2 separate regions of the Capra hircus genome follow, and region 1 is linked to region 2. The links are chromatin contacts, called in public Hi-C maps. All regions are on one chromosome and are shown on one strand. The core of a region is the stretch at or near the end of the contact, and the rest is flanking DNA. Distances in the headings are between cores, read along the strand shown.

Region 1 (2,700 bases), core at 187-2,686, 110 kb after region 2:
CTTATGGTTTCAGGGTTTCATGGTTCCCTGGAGCCATTTTGGTCTCCCAGAACTTAGTTTAGTTTTAAAACTTTAATTTTAGGGCTAAAACTACAGACAGGCCCCAGTGGTCCGACAACCAGAAGAAGGAGTGGGATTCTCCCTAACCATCTGTCCCAGGAATCTGCTGCTGGATTTTCTCATACTTTATCTTTGAAGAGTTATCAGCAATTCACATCAGCAATGCAAAAACCAGAGTGGCCAGCCACCCCAACTTCCTTCTCAATTAGTCATTTTGAAACAAACAGAAGAGATGAGGAGAGATAGTTATTGGGGGTGATTCTGTAACCCTGGGCCATAGAATCACCCCAGCAGAACCACAAAGACAAACGAGGCTTCAGGGATCTACCCAACAAGGCGTGTTCCCCTAGGAGCTGAGAGGAGCTACGGCCGCCTACAAACACCCTTCTTTAAACCTCAGCTGGATTTCTGTCCAAAAGCACATGCCTCGGCAAATTTCAGTTTTATCAGCTGCATTCGGTAACGGTGAACTTGGAGAAATGGCATCGCCCATGTCACTTATCCTGCACACAGCAAATCCTCAGTCATTGTCACTTCCCTTTTTAAGCTGCTATTCATTTTATGATTTCTGCTGACAAAGGTCAAGGTTGGAAGAAGTAGTTAACTGTCTAAAGAAGCGACACCCAAGCCCAAGACAAACGTCTCCCAGGACACTGTGCATGCTAAGTCATTTCAGTTGTGTCCGACTCTCTGCGATACTATGGACTGTGGCCTGCCAGGCTCCTCTGTCTATGGGATTTCCCAGGCAAGACTACTGGAGTGGGACACGACTATTATTCCCGTTCTGAGCAACGAAACCTCTGCACAGAGAGATTCAGCTGCAGGTGTCTCTGCCTTGGAGGGGAGCCCAGTGCCCTCCTACTTACGTCTGGATGGCGTTCAGCCCAGCCATCTTCATCTTCAGCAGCCGGTCCTTCCAGTAGAAGCGGGGCACGCGGAAATAGTGAATGCTTCCCGAGATGTAGCGGAAGGGCTGGCCATCCTTGAGGAAGCGGTTACGGTGGTAGTCGATCTGGAATGTTCTCTGGGTGGCATTCTACAGAGCAAGGATTGGACCCCATGAGAACTTCCACCCTCAGAAAGCAGATGTTTACGGTGATGGGGGACCCCCTACCCATCTAGTTTGTGTATGTGCCCGGTTCTGGGCTATAAAACAGACCACGGCTGAGATAGGGCGAAGGGGACCTACATGCCAAGTTCCAGAGGCCGGCGCCAACGTGACAATCAGCGGGTGAGATGCCCAAGTCACGTTACCAAAGAGTCCCCCTGCTACAGGGGGCTCCTCTCATACCCAGGGTACTGCGGCGGCAACACACACGAGCATGCACACACATGCACACACACGCACACACACACTGCCTCCCCCCGCCCCCTGTGGCCGCGCCTGGCCGGAGCCCTGCGTTTCCCTCCGCGGGAACGTCGCTGTGCTCAGAGCAACGGACCAGAGGTCCGAAGCCCTGAAACCTCTTCCTAGCTGCTGCTCCGAGCCCCGCCGTGACTGAGCATCCTTCTCGAACCCTCTGTCTCTCCATCCATAAAAATGCAGGATGCCAGACTAAATGAACTCGAAGGCAATATCCGCGACCCAGTTTGTGAATCGTGAACTCAATCTGGGTGATCAGAACTTTTTTAAATGAAAGAGAATAGGAAAAAGAAAGAAAAAAAACCCTCAGTGTTACACATAGTAAAGACAAGCGTTATTTAAAAAATTGTATTTTATTGAAGTAGTTGATTTACAATGTTGTACTAATCTTTGCTGTAGAGCAAAGTGATTCAGATATACCTATATATACATCTTTTTTTCATATTCTTTTCCATTATGATTTATCACAGGATATTGAGCATAGTTCCCTGTGGTATACAGCAGGACCCTGTTGTCTCTGCACTCTCTTTATGATAGTTTGTATCTGCTGACCCCAAACTCCCAATCCATCCGTCCCTCCCCCAACCCCCTTCTCCTTGGCAACCACAAGTCTCTTCTCTACAAAGATAAGTGTTATTTTATGAAACTTTAGTTATATAGGCATATATAGATTTGCATATGGATGTATATCTCTGTGGTGTTGCAATGTAAGTTGTACTTCTAGAATCAAATCAAATTTCAAGAAACACTGGGGATCAATCACTTCAGAAGGCGAAATGCTAGGAGTTGAAAGTGAAGACCTCAGAGGGGAGGCCAACTTTTAGGTAAGATAGAGCACTGCCCTCTGGTGGACGGAAAAAGGCAGCAACAGACCTCATGTAGCAACAGGACCAGGGTTACAAATTGTTGTTCAGTCGCTAAGTCATGTCCAACTCTTTTTCGATGCTCTGGACTGTACAACCCACCAGGCTCCTCTACCCATGGGATCTTCCCAGGCAAGAATATTGGAGTGGGCTGCCATTTCCTTCTCTAGGGGACCTTCCCGACCCAAGGCTACAAGAAACCATTTAATTAGTGTCCTGCACTGTTAACAATGGTTGTGGTTTTTCTAGTAGTCATGTACAGATGTGAGAGCTGGACCATAAAGAAAGCTGAGCACCAAAGAACTGATGCTGTTGAGCTGTGGAGCTGGAGAAGACTCTTGAGAGTCCCTTGGGCAGCAAGGAGATCAAATCAGTCAATCCTAAAGGAAATCAACCCTGAATATTCACTGGAAG
Region 2 (2,700 bases), core at 144-2,643:
GTACCATGCTCAGCATTTAACCTCAGCCCAAGCCAAACATTCCCCCAAGCTTCTTTGTCCATTTCCCTTTACAGAATCTCTGTGCACCTGGCTCCGCGGTTTACCTGTGGGAACATTGCTCTAGCTTAGGAGTCCTCAGCCTCAGGACTGCCAGTCTTCCTGGCTGGGTGACTCCATTGTGGAGGGCTGCCCTGTGTGTGGTAGGATTTTAAGCAGCGTTTCCAGTCTCTTCCTATTAGAAGCCAGAAGCAACTCCCCCACCCTAAATAAATCTTCCTCTTTTATACATAAAGCATATATATATAACAAGTAACAAGCAGATTTACTATTTATTTGTGGTATTATTATTTATTTTGGCCATGCCATGCATCTTGGTGGATATCAGTTCCCCAACCAGGGATTGAACCTGGGCCACAGCAGTGAAAGCAATAGAAAGCACTAACCACTAGACCACCAGGGAACTCCCCTATTTATACGTGGTATTAAAATATTTTGTGGAGGATTTCCGTGGTGGTCCAGTGGTTAAGACTGCATTGGGGAACTGAGAGTCCACATGCCACATGACGTGACCAAAAAAAAAAAAAAAACCCAAATATATCATGGGGAGGTGATGATGAAAAAAATGTCTGAAAAGACTCTTTGGGATGGAGTGATTAAAAAAATGTTGATAAACACCACTCTAGTTCAATTTTTCGGTTCTTATTCATGCAACTTCCTCAGGAAAAATGACATTTGTGGCTCTTTTTAAAAAAAGCTGAACCAAAGAGCCAAGCAACTGTAGATACACAGAAGGAAATAACAGAGCTGGCAGGGGCCAAGGATACCATATAGAAAAAGCTTAGGACTGGTGTCAGCCCCTTGGCTATGACTGGTAGGTGAACCCAAAGAAATTCTCAGCCGGGATCACTGTCCAGGGGAAGCGCTGCCATTTCCAAGTAGAAGAGGCTTGGGGAAGGGTCTTCCTGTGGTGCGGGGGGCTTGGAGCTGTGTTGTCGGGTCACTTACACCAGACAGGACATTTATTGACTGTGGTTGCCCAGAGCTTCCATGTCACTGCCAGACACACACATCTGAACACACTTCCCTGCCCCTATCTATTATTCTTAAATAAATCTGGCTCTCACTCTGCCCTCCTCAGAGCCCACTGTTTAGAGAACGTATCGTGGCTTATCTTGATTGCTGGTCATGCCACATCCAGGACGGGGAAATAACAAACAGCTCGTTGATCCAGAATACAAAGGTCATCTCTACTGCACATAGCCAGCTAACCTGGAAAAAAGGGTAAATTAAAAATCCAACAAATTTTAAAACATCAAAAAGTTTCTCTCTTGAAAACCTGACTTTCCTCATCTAGCAGAGTGCAAAGCTTCCCAGCTTTCAGTTTGGGGAAATGAGTGAGTAACCTGAACCCAAGCGGAGAGTCACTCATTTTCTGCTTCTTACTTGTATCAAAAAACCCCGCTTGAACTCAGCGTGTGTAGATGGGTGAGGAAGAGAGCTGGTGTTCACAGGAAGCCGCGCGCCCTTCAGAGGCACCTGTCTTTCTTAGCGCACTGCTTCTTGAGCAAGCCGGGCGCTGCCTCGCAGACCTGCCTTGGAGCCACGTTCAGAAAAGCAAGGTAAGGGGGCAGACGGCGCGGGGTGCTCAGGTCCTCGGACCCTATGCTGCTTGGCCCACAGCCATGTGGGTTTTGGAAGCGCTGAAAGCTGCCCGGCTAGGCAGCCAGCCGATCACTTGGGCAGCCCGGTCATTCTGCTGGTTCATCCCAGTTGGCACCTGTCCTTATTGCTCACACACAGCCCTCCCAGCCCTCGTCTGACTGGCTCTCAGATACTTAACAGCGCTTTCCTCCCGCACACATCTGGCTGAAACTATGTGCTTGGAACACACAGTTAGTTTTCATTCACCATATATACTTTTCCCCTTCTGGCTTCTATCAAGACTCCTGGCTCAAGAAGCACCAGCCAAATAAGGGCTGCAGAATAATTCCAGACATTTACCAGCTGTGTTGACTTGTTTCTTCTCTTGAGAATTTCCTAACACCTCCTCAGCCTCTCTTATTCCTTTCATTTTCACTGGTAAAATGATGGCAATAGACCAGAATTGTTATTTGTTTAATTGGAATTGATAATCATTTAACACAATTTTTTTTTTTTTTGAGAGACTGCGATGCCCCAGGTCTTCAGCATCTCTTTGGAGGAATAAATCAAAACCTCTCTGAGAAACACATACTTTGAGTGTTTGGGTGTGTGGTGGTCAGAGTGGGAGATGGGGAATGTATGTGGAATTATTGAACAATGTGATAGGGTTTTGATCAAGAATATCAGGGTGCCACTAACAAGGATGCAAGGAGAGGAGGCCTTGAGGCAGAAAGCCTCCTGCTTTGCTCTGATTCACATGTGGACATGTGTGTAACTTTCAGAAGATTTTAACCTCTTCCTCTGCCAATTTAGAAAGGAAATGAGGGTGGTTGTGAGCAGGTGTGTAAGGTTAAGATTATAACCTCATCTGCCAATTTAGATAAGAAATAAGGGTGGTTGGGAAGGCAGAGATTTTATTTCTGGCTATGATGTGCTTTTTCTAGATCCATCCTGCTAGTTGCCACTCTGATAGGGTTCGTGCATAAAACTGATCTTTATAGGCAGTTCTGATGAAAAGACCAAAAATTTCCCTCAACTTACCCAACTGAATACAGCCAC

The links. A called contact is a pair of places that touch in the nucleus more often than the background predicts.
Region 1: a Hi-C map of blood shows a contact between it and region 2, with 4 times the contacts expected there. The contact joins the enhancer-like site here to the promoter of CCR4 in region 2. A contact is called at or near these places in 3 of 5 Hi-C or Micro-C datasets (blood and liver).

The regions. Positions count from the first base shown.
Region 1 is chr22:7,307,350-7,310,049 of ARS1.2, forward strand. GLB1 (beta-galactosidase) reads right to left here. Exons shown (of 16, transcript XM_018067164.1): 2 at 927-1,096. Among named protein-coding and RNA genes, the nearest start is that of GLB1, 25 kb to the right of the region's middle. Within about 2 kb of position 1,437, at least 1 of the 5 cell types and tissues checked has an H3K27ac peak or open chromatin away from gene starts, as enhancers often do.
Region 2 is chr22:7,201,752-7,204,451 of ARS1.2, forward strand. It overlaps CCR4 (C-C chemokine receptor type 4), which reads left to right and starts at 1,394. Exons shown (of 2, transcript XM_005695522.3): 1 at 1,394-1,619.